2 separate regions of the Callithrix jacchus genome follow, and region 2 is linked to region 1. Evidence: chromatin contacts called from public Hi-C data. All regions are on one chromosome and are shown on one strand. The core of a region is the stretch at or near the end of the contact, and the rest is flanking DNA. Distances in the headings are between cores, read along the strand shown. Region 1 has its middle 30 kb from the start of TSEN15. Region 2 has its middle 86 kb from the start of EDEM3.

Region 1 (6,017 bases), core at 1,769-4,268:
CCTCTGTGTTAGGGCAGCTCAGTGGAATGCTAAGCTAGGTCCTATGGCTGCAGACTAAGTATTTGCTTCTCTTGCCTGAGCCTCTTTAGAAGAATGTTACTAAACACCTAAGATCTCTTGCAAAGAACATGAAGGAAGAAGTACTTTGGAATTCAAATTTACAATTAGAATAGAAGAGTAATCTACACAGTTCATGTAGTCAGCATTTTTATTTTTTATTTTTTGCTGTAATAATGTTTTACTTTTATAAGCCTGAAACCAAATGACTTAACCAAAGCTTCCTGTTTCATCTCTTTCTGAGCATTTCTGTTCTGAATTCCTCTCTGAGGTCGCTTTTTCCATTGTAGCCCCTAGCAGGAGGCCTCTTCAGTACTGCAGCATGGTGATTCCTGCCAAAACTTATAGTTCTTCTACACAGAAGTTCTTTCTTCATCTGCCACATTTCACCTTGAGTGTTTACATGTGCAGAATCGTGTGTTATCCTCTGAACAATTAATAGTACAATTTTTCCTTCTTTCTGGCCAATAGCTGTTCTGTTCCTTACCACCCCCATTCCTGCAGCCTAATCCTCTTAATGATCTTTGGATAAGAACTGCTTGTACTCACTAATAGAGTGGATGGAAAAATCAAATGTCTAGTAGGTGGGTGTGCTATTATAATGTTTAAATGAGTCTGAAAATTTTCCCAAAGCCAATTTAAGCAAAGTCAGAGATTGGCCTTTTAGATTTCTGGGTACTAAGTAGAGGTAATAATAATAATAAGTATTTTATTAAAGGTTATTCATTTATCACTTCATCTTCAGACATTAACTGGTATCTTAGCTAGGGCAACCATTACAAAATACCATGGCCTGGTGGCTTAAACAACAGAAATATATCTTCTTACTGTTCTGGAGGCTGGAACTTTCAAATTAAGGTTCTAGCAGACTCTCAAGGGCTCTTTTCCTGGCTTGCAGATGGCAGCCTTCTGGCTGGGTCCCCACATGGCCTTTTCTCTGTGGGGCATGGCGAGACTGAAAAAGAGAGAGAGTCAGCACATGAGAGTACATGCTCTCTGGCAGCATCTTTTTATTTTCCTATAAGGACACCAGCACCATCAGATTAGGGTCCCATCCTTATGATATCATTTAACTTTAATTGCCTCCCTAAAGGCATTATTCCAATTCCAGTCACATTGTGGGATAGGGTTTCAATATATGAATTTGAGGGGTACATAATGTAGTCCATATAAACTGGGCTCCTTCTCTGTGCTCAGATACTGTGGTACATGCTAGGGATACAAAGCTTGGTGAGACATGACCTCTGCCCTCAAGGAACTCAGACAGCCAAAATTCTAAAAGCCTGTTTTCATTGTGAACTGAGAAATAGTTGTCTTGTGACATATAAAGTTTATGTAGTTTACTTAAGGGTGAATGGGTTCAACAACTTATGATAAATAGTTTTCAAATGATCATCATATGTGTATTATTTGTCCCAAAGGGCTTAGCATTGGATCAGATACAAAGAAAAAGTGCACAGTGAACCTCTAAGGAGCTTACTGTCTCCCTTGAAAGGAGAAAATCTAGATACAAAATAATTTGAGAGCATTATAAGGACAATATTATACATAAATGCAAAATTATAATCATATTGTACTTTATTCACCACTAAGTGCTTCAGAACCGTATATCTTGATGCTCACAACAGAGCTGATGTTACATGTTATTAACTTTTTATCCTCATAAGAGAGAAATAGGACACAGTGGTTAAGTAATAGCTGCATGTAGTAGCAAGTGAGTGGAGTGGATAATACAGATTAGATCCAGGTCTCCTGATACCTGGCACACTGTTGTTTTCACTATTGTTTATGCTGCCTCTTTCTTGTATGATGCAAAGAAATATATTAGTGTGTGCCAGAGTCTTTGAGAGGCAAGAAATTATTCAGTCCTGGAGGGAGTTAGGAAGTGATTTGGGGATCAGTTATATTATCCTCTATTACTTGAACAAATGTATCAAAATGTCAAGCTGTTTGTGAATCATTCTGAAGAACATATTCATAAGCAATATATTTACAGAGTTTTATTCCAGAAGATAAACACATTCATGTTCCTGCTTTTATGTTGGCAAACCTAAGACAATGTTTAATAGTAAATGAAGAACTCAGAAAGTTTCTCTGCTTGCTGACGCTAAATTTTGTGCTGGCACAAAGAGAAACTACGGAAATTTATAAATGATCATTTCACCTCAATTAGGAAGGATCTTGTACCCCAAATATTCCTCAGATCTGTCTGCAAGGCCTTGAAATTCTACCATAATTCTACTTCTTAATCATGACTTAATAATGCGATTTAATTTGACAAACGTTTTGGTAGCACCTTCATGAATAAATAAGACATCACGTTAAGATCTGGGGGAAAGACAATTCCAAATATTTTATTATTAGATTCAATATGTCAAATTAGTTTAACTGTTACAATAATTTCTAAATGTTTATTCTCAATTTCTATACTTACATCATTACAGTGCAGCAGTAGTTTATGGATTGATACCTGTGTATGAACCACACTTTGAGTGTCATGTGTTAAAAGCCATTGATGAGAAGAGAGAGCCTGAACCACAATAATAGCCTGGGCACGTTAGTCAGGATGGGTAAGATTATTATGCAGTAACAACCAGCAAGTTCATTTAACAAATGTTTATTGCTTGCTCATTTTATCTGCCCACTGACTGAAAGGGCCCATTACATGCCCTTTACTCTGGAAATCAGGGTGACAGGGCCTCCATCATCTGAAATGCTGTCAGTTCCAGCTGCAGGAAGCAGAGTGCTGCAGTGTTGCTTTCTGCAGTTAGGAAACAGCCCATGTTACTCCTGCCCACGTTTCACTTGCCAAAGGAAGCCACGTGACTGGCCTCAATCAACCTCAAGAACGAGGGGAAGTGCAGTTCTGCCACATCCCTGGATTGAGGAAAAGGAATATTCAGAGAGCAGCACTTCCAGTAATAGAAAGGAGAGAGCCAGTAGGTAGATTTAACAACTGGATAGCTGTATGAACAGAGGAGGAGTCGGCGTTAAGCCTCAAACTATTGAGTCCTGTCACTTTAATGGGAGTGAGTTTCATGTTGTAATGGGAAGACAGTGAAATGACATTGCAAGAAGGAAAGGGCACTAAGCACCCCCTGGGGGAAATGGGCCATCTAGAGGACTTTTTGCCATTTCATGGCTCAGGTTCTAGAGGTCAGAAGGGAGATCTTATATGGATCAGGAACTTAGGTTCACTGGAAATTTTATTCTTTCTGTTCTTCATATGCACCACACATTGTTACACAGACTATGTTGTCTGGGCCTTTTCTTTACTTCCTAAGAATGGAAAAAGAAAGCAGTTGTGCCTAAAGAATAGAAAATTAGTGGAAATCTATAAGAATATTTCTGAAGGAAGCTGGTTAAATATGGATGCATGGGTGGAGCTGGGTTTATGAGGAGCCTGGTTGCAGCTCTTCTGGGATGGATAGTTGTCTATGTGGGATTGTGAACATAGAGTGTTTGTATAGATCTAGGGCACTTTCAGGGTGCATTAGTATATGATGGGGAGAGAGTTGGGGGACAGACATCAGTCCTTAGGATTTCTCACCAGTCACACTGGTAGTGGCTGAATTGGGCATCATCCTGCAATGCCTGAGGTCCATCTGGGGTTCTCGTGACTATTTCTCTTGAGCACTTGGAAAATTTTGATCTAGTTCTGAACTTCATGGATATGCTGGGGAACTTTCAGGCTGTTTTGGGTCCTCTCCATCTAGATACACTTTCCCAGACATACATTATTCTCTGCTGTCTTCATAATATGCTGGAGAAAGATCCTAAGAACCTGGGATATGTGGGGTTTGTGGAGACTTCCCTGAGCCTGGAGGCAGCAGTGGGCGGTATAGGGTAGGAGTGGATGCCAGCCAGATTCCCTTTCATTTCCTCTACTTCCTTTGGACTGTCTATTTTCTCTCCTCTGCACCAGCAACATTTGGGTCAGGGCGGAGGGCATGGACCACAGGTGTCTGCTTCATGACCCATTCAAGATTCTAATTCTTTTGCTTTTGCTACTTTTTACCACCAACAGGTTTTTCCCCTTAGGTTTATTTTGTCATAGAGGTAGGAAAAACTAATGCTGACCATTTCCAGATCAACTTTCCTTCTAAACATACTGTTTTTGCCAAGATTTTAGATTTTGGAATTCAAAAGTCAGTCATTTGCTTTTTGTGTTCTGTAGCATAATCCTGTTCCTGGGGCAGTGTGCCAAGAAAGCCTGTATGGGAAAAAGTTCACAGGTAACAAGAATTACTGAGAAGGGAAAACGTATCAGTTAATATATCAAGATATTATCTGGCTACATTTACAAACAGAAGGTGTTCATTGTCATTAAAATTCATATTGACACTCACAGACTTATTTAACTTTCTGAGGGTACATTTTATCTTACCTATCATCTTACATTCCACCTAATGATAACACAGTACTTGACACAGAGTAGAAGCTCAATAAAAATCTCATTTGATTGCATTCAAATGTTCATAAATGGACTACTGCCCACCCCATCCTATTCCTGCCATTCCAATGGGAGGGCAAGGACCAGCTGCTTTTCTGCCCTTTCCACTTTGTACAGAAAGCAGAGCTGCATGTTTCTCAGGCCATGAGACAAATCACATCCCACATGATTTGCTTTTTGAAATGAGATCTCTTATATTTTGATCACTTGCCTTAGAGTTTTAGGAAATCAAAATAAGGATTTCTAAACAAAATATATCTGCCTGATAAGGTTACTTACTTTTTTTTTTGGAGACAGAGTTTCACTCTTGTTTCCCATGCTGTAGTGCAAGGGCGCTATCTCAGCTCACTGCAACCTCCACCTCCCAAATTCAAGCAATTCTCCTGCCTCAGCCTCCTGAGTAGCTGGGATTTTAGGCACACATCACCATGCCTGGCTATTTTTTTTTTTTTTGTATTTTTAGTAGAAATGGGGTTTTATCATGTTAGGCTGGTCTTGAACTCCTGACCTCAGGTGATCTGCCTGCCTTGGCCTCCCAAAGTACTGGGACTACAGGCATGAGCCACTGTGCCTGGCCAGATTACTTACTATTTGATTATACACTCTTTTCTATTTCAAACCTATGCATTTATTTATTCAACATTTTGGGGGGGAATGAAAACATGTGAACGCTGCTAAATTTGGAAACTCTACTTAGAAATGGTAATGCCTCTCACATAATGATACAATTATTGTGGATTGTACTTCTGTTAATGACCACAGATGGGAATGCTGTGGTTTTGAATATTAGGTGAAAAATTGGTCATCTCGTCTCCCATCCCAAAGAAAATCATTAGAAAACTTGGCACCTATAAATATAATCAAGAATGTTACTTTTTTTGTAAATCCTTTAGCTATAAATGAATAGAAGTCATCCACTTTGGACCTTAATGTTCCACTTCCACAAAATGAAAGGAGTTGATGCAGGTACTCTCTGTGATCCTCGCTAGCTCTATATTTCGGTGATACTGTAACTGAACGATCTTGCCACATAGATCTTTTCTTCTCACCATCACTCTCATCACCCTCTTCCACCTCTACCCCCGTTAAAAACAGCAACATATTCCTCCCATCATGGGCCTTGTTCATTCACCATTAGAATTGTGCTCCTTTCAAGTTTTGAGGCTGAAGATACTTGTAAGGCAGACTTTTGACTTCAGAAAGCCAACAGCGACATGGGCCAGTTGTGTAATCTCAGTTTCTCATCAGCAAAATGAAGGACAAAATGTATCCTTCCAGGGTTGTGTTTTCCTCACACAAGGAAATGGTTATGTGAGGATAAATGAAGCCCAGCACACAATAAGCTATCAATGATCCTTCCCTTTGCAGCCTCCAAGCACTTCCCATTGATGTGCAGGTTGCCACCTTAGGAGGGAATACATGATAACTAGCTGACATCCAGTCCTCCAAAGAATGGGACCTAGATGTTTAGCAGGGTGTGAAGAAGGTCATCTTAGTCCATTTTATT
Region 2 (5,382 bases), core at 2,705-5,204, 570 kb after region 1:
TTCTTTAAGATTATGCCGCCCAGAATCTGCTGAGGCGAAACCAGCATGAGGTACTGTCCCACCCCTTCCACCTGTGGGTGTGAAATTGCATTCCCCAAGAAGGAGGCAGTCATTTCCACTTTGAAAAATGCAGAGAAAGGGTAGATCCTAGTACAAGAAACGGAACCTGGGAAGCCAGGCCCTGAGCTGGGCTGAGGCAGGAAGTCATACGCAGGGTGAGGAGACCCAGCCAATGCAGCCTGGCCCCAAAACCCTCTGGAGAGGCCGAGCACAGGTCCGCCTGGACCTGTGAGCCCTGAAAGTGGCCACCTTTGACACCAGTTACGGCATATCTACTATGTCCTACTTCCTTTCTGATGTTTCCAGCCCTTCAGAAAATTCCTCTACAGAGCAGCAATATTGAGGGTAGTTAAGGAGGCTGCTGCCTCACTGGGGAGGAGTAAGAAAGCTGTGTCTTCTCTGCCACCTCCCCAAAAGCAGCCCGCTGTGGGATTGTACTTAGTCCCCTGCCTCTGTCCCTCCGGGGTCTGCCTCAGCTGCAGGCAGTCTCCTTGCCCCTGACTGCCCCTTCCTGAGCAGCTTTCTTTTGGGGACTGAGCAAAGCAATCGTCTCTCCAGTCTTCACCTGTTTGGCAGAGCTTTATCGGGTCTGCATTAAAGCTCCCTTTTCAGGCCCTATTCTCCTTCTTTTCCTCCTTTCCAAGGTGTTGATCTCTAAAACATCTTGAAGTCTTCTTGAGGAACTCTGTCCTTGATTCTGCCTTTGGAAAACCCACACTGCGAGGCAGAGGGCACAGACGCAATAGTGTGCTGGCAGAACAGAGAAGTGGGAGAGGAAGACTGTAGCCTGCACCTGAACACCTGCAGGTGGGGTGGAGGATCTCAGAAGTGATCGACAGGGTCAGATGAAGAAGGTGGACCAGTGATCTGTGAACCCTTCGAGCGCACGGACCCTATGACTCTGATCCTTGCCATCTGTCTTCTATGGTAAAAGAGACTGCTGTGTTCACCAATTCAACTCCTTCACACAATTTTCTCTTGGCCAAGAATGTCTCTCCAGCCCCGAGCCTCCCATTTACTAACAGGTCTTTGTCACTCCAAGTGACAGGGCTTCCCATCTCCTGCATCTTATTGTCTAATCCAGTTATTTCCGGTTTTGGAACATAAACAAAAACTCCCCTGGTTTGCCCTGTTAGGTTCCCCAAAGCTTATGCTTCCCTATTCCTTCCTCCAGTTACAGCAAGGGCAATCAGACCAAGATTTCAGCTCATGTTTATCACACACCATCTTAACAAAATCTACTAATGCTTTACAAGCCCTCACAAGCAATTCCTGTAGGCTCCACCACTTTGAGAAGCAGCAAAGCCTTTGGATTATCCCTGCTAGTGGTGCGCCGGTAAAGTCAGCTCTCTGAAAAGTGCATAGGTACACAGACGATGATGAAGCGTTTGCTGCTTTCCAATTTTGGTGGCGTAAATGCTCACCCCGTCACAGATTTCAAGCTACCAGTGAAATGTCACAATCTTTTACAACCAGCTTGTAAAGTTCCTGAGTATTTAACATTGGCTTTTGAGGTCCTATGAGAGCTGGCTTCTGCACACCACTGGCAGGGCCGTCCTCCCATTCTCCAGGTCAACCCCAACCAACACCCATCATCCTCTCTTAGCATTGCCCTTGACTAACATAATTTTGTCATGACTGAGCATTCACCGTGGTTCACACTGTCCTAGAGACACATTGCCTATCTAATCTCATTTAATCGTCACATAATCAACCATCTTTATCTCCATTTCACATATCACGGTCACTACTGGAGGCTTATCCCCTTTCACCAGACCTGCACTAGACATCAAACATAACCCGCTGCACTGCTGGGCAGAGCAGTGCATCCCTCTTACAAGTATATTTTTAGCATAGTAAAGTTCTTTCAAGCATAAATATATTTTTCTTTTGCAAAAATAATGAACAACTTTGCAAAGAAAATTGGAAACCAATCATTAATTCTTATATGTGTTAAGATTATTTGATTCATGGTATAGTGTTTATGAAATATTACATTTTAAAAGAGGAGTATACTATAGTGACCTGTAATGTGATACCAATTCTGTCAAACAGTAAATGTATTAATGAAACACTGAAAATAAAGGAAAAATGAGTAGTTATCTCTTTTTCATATGTTTAATTGATATATCATGGTTATATGGGGGTACATGTGGTATTTTGATACATGTATACAACTGCAACATGTAATCTCAAGTCAGGGTAATCGGGATGTCTATGACCTCAAATATTTATCTTCTTGTGTCATGAACATTAGAATTCTTCCCTTGTAATTGTTTTGAGATATGCAATACATTATTGTTAATTACAATTTTTAATTAAATATTTTTTAATTTTAATTTTATTTTTTAAAGACAGGATCTTGCTGGTTATCTAAGCTGAGGTCCAGTGGTACAGTCATAGTTCACTGCAGCCTCGAACTCTTGGGCTCAAGCAGTCCTCCCACCTCAGCCTCCAGAGTTGTCTAAAATTCTGAACAGTAGTTATCTGTGAATTGTTTGAACACAGTTATTATTTGAACACAGTTATTATAACACAGTAGTTATCTATGAATTATTTGAACAGTTATTATAACACAGTAGTTATCTGTGAATTATTTGAACACAAATTATTTGAACGCAGTTAGCCGTGAACAGTGAGAAGCAAAGGTTTTCTCAGTTCGTCTTTTACAGTTTCTGTATTTTCCACAATTGATACATCACATACTACAATTATAATCAGAAAACATGATACATATTATTTTTACTTAGAAAATATAAATGTAAAAATAGAAACAAAATCTATGACCTCACATTCAGCCTCAACATCTATTCCATTTCGATGTCATGCAGTGTTTTCTGACGGAGGTTTAATTTCAAAGAAACAGCATCGATAACGTGGGCTCCACAGTCTTCCCACATCCCTCTGAGCGCCCGGGGAGGGGCTGGGGGCGGCCCCCGCACCTTAACCCACAAGGACCTCTCCCAGGGACATTTTTACATTCGCTCTAACCTTCCCCAAAGCCTTGCAAGATGGGAATCATATTATCATTGTTCCCATTTCAGAGATGACGAAACTAAGAAACTCGTCCTCTGTGAGTTTCTGTGCTCAAGTCCCCGCACAAAGTATCTTTGTGTGGGAGGCCTAATGGTGACGGGCATGGACTTCTGTCCGACGGAATTCGCGAAGTTCCAGGCCAGCCACACGACCGCTCTGCGGGAACGTCTCCACGGGCCAGGGGTGGCCCTGAGCTTCCATTTCTAGTAAAATAACGACTGCAAGATCGTTTTCCTTAAAGGGTGGCTGCGAGCATTCAATGACACCGTGAAGAAAAGCCCTTAGCTCAGCGCTGGGTAACGGCAGGTTACTTCGGAGGCACCGCGGAGACCTGCAGAGACACCCGGCGACAAAGGCGCCTCCTCCGCACTCTGCGCAGAGCTTCCCCCGCCGCGGAGCCCTCTTCGGGAGCGGCTGCTTCGCCCGGGCCAGCATCTCTGCCTTCGGTTGACGCGCAGCGCCCCCAGCCGTCCGCAGGCGGGATCGACGCTTCGGTCTCCCCGAGGTGAGGGCGCTGGTGCTGCGGAGCTGGGGGGCGGCCTCCTCTTCCCCCTATCGTCGCCCAGCAACCTAGGGGTCTGCGTGGCTTCTGCCTGGCCGGGGGCTGGGGGATACGCTCACCTCTGTCCCTTCAGGGCCCCTTCCTCGCCCCAGGTTGATTCTCCTCCGTCTGACCAGCCATCGCGAGCAGCTGAGTCTCCCTTCCTCTGGGGGTTGCCCTGCCCGGCTGTCAGGACCTGATTTTCCCTGGTAAGCCTTCGACCGGCAGGTGGCCTCTCCCGGGCCTCGGAAAACCGCAGGGCGCAAGCTGGGCACACGGCCCTCCCGCTGGCGAGCAGGCAGCGCCCGCGTTCTTTGGGATTTGGAGCAGCCCTGCCAATTAGCTTGTACTCTGCCCACGTGCCCAGGACTAAAAAGGAAGCAGGCCAGGCCCGAGCAAAATTAGACAATGGGCTCCCAGAACACCAAGGGCGAGGGCGGCCCGAGCACCTGCTGTTCGCGCCCCTCAGGGCTGAAAGTGGGCACGGAGTTGGCGAGGGAGGCCTGGCAGGGAGGGAGGGGGTCGAGCTGTGCGCTTGCTGCAGGAAATTCTTCCTCCACATTCCAGATGGGACTCCACGCGGGCAGCACAGAGGAGGGGATGGGGAAGTACCAAGCCCTGCGCCTGGATTCCCTCGGCGCCGCAGGGTGCGGTGCTTACCGCTGGAGTCAGGCACACTTCCCTTCTGCCTGGAGGAACGCCTTCAGGACAGGACAGGGTGCTGGCTTCTCCAGAGGCCCAGCTGGCCTCTGCGAGCCCGTGTGTGAAAGGCAGTCTGGTGCAGGGGTGAGGATGAAGATTTCTGAAGAGAGTCACCTGCGGGTTCTTGCCCCACGTTCCTTATAGATCCATTCTGCAACCTCGGTTACTTGAGAAAAGTTAAGGTTTCTTTCTCTAAAAAGCAGAGCGAATAAAAATTCCTAACTTGTACCCTATAAGAAGAGGAAATGAAATGTTGAATCCATATAGTATCTGCTTATAGAGTTACTGAGTTCTATTTTGGGATGAAGAAAAATGTAAACCTTACAATGGTAACATTTTTATCTTTGAGGTTAACTAAAGCACCAGAAGGTATGAAGGCAAAGAGAGGAAACAGGGCAATGGAATGAAGGATCTCAACCATCTCTCAGGTGCCACGTTCTGGGCCAGGTGCCTTCCATGTGTTACCTCATTTCACAGGGCAGGTAACATTTCTGAACGATGAGGCAGCTGAAAAGCAGACAGTTTCCTGGCACATTAGAGAAACAAAAGAAATGTAAGAGACTGGAATGCCTGCTGTGTCAAGACACCTAATTAGAAAACAACGTCAGAGCAAATTAGTCGTGCAAGTCTCCAGCTCTGCCAGAAGAACTAAAATAAATGCGTCGCCAGAGGAATCACGAAGCAAAGTCTATTATTGTTCTGGGGATTCTGTGCAGGAGTCCGAAGTCCGACAGCGGATGGGACACGTGTTATGTGTTAGTATCATACTGAATGGCAGTGCTTCCAGATCACCAGCAGAACCCGATCGCAGTCGGAGATCTTGATCTCAACTGAACTGGTCAATTTATAATGAGGAAACATTAAGGTAACTCAAACCGCCAAAATAAAACAGGTTGATAGTGACTGAGCGACAACAGAGTGCTACATTTATATAGAGAGTCTTTCAAGTTGCTGAGACATTTCACAAAGGAGAATTATAAATTACAATCAACTTCCATTTGGGGACTTGGAAATCCACTATTACAAAGACAGTGTTAGTATCA

The links. Hi-C and Micro-C count contacts between places; a contact is called where the count stands out from the background.
Region 2: a contact with region 1 is called in a Hi-C map of skeletal muscle, with 11 times the contacts expected there. The contact joins two enhancer-like sites. A contact is called at or near these places in 3 of 3 Hi-C or Micro-C datasets (induced pluripotent stem cells and skeletal muscle).

What each region holds. Positions count from the first base shown.
Region 1 is chr18:42,252,358-42,258,374 of calJac240_pri, forward strand. No RefSeq gene overlaps it. Among named protein-coding and RNA genes, the nearest start is that of TSEN15, 30 kb to the left of the region's middle. Within about 2 kb of position 3,019, at least 1 of the 16 cell types and tissues checked has an H3K27ac peak or open chromatin away from gene starts, as enhancers often do. A contact at or near this core is called in skeletal muscle, where this site is marked.
Region 2 is chr18:42,825,112-42,830,493 of calJac240_pri, forward strand. No RefSeq gene overlaps it. Among named protein-coding and RNA genes, the nearest start is that of EDEM3, 86 kb to the right of the region's middle. Within about 2 kb of position 3,955, at least 11 of the 16 cell types and tissues checked have an H3K27ac peak or open chromatin away from gene starts, as enhancers often do. A contact at or near this core is called in skeletal muscle, where this site is marked.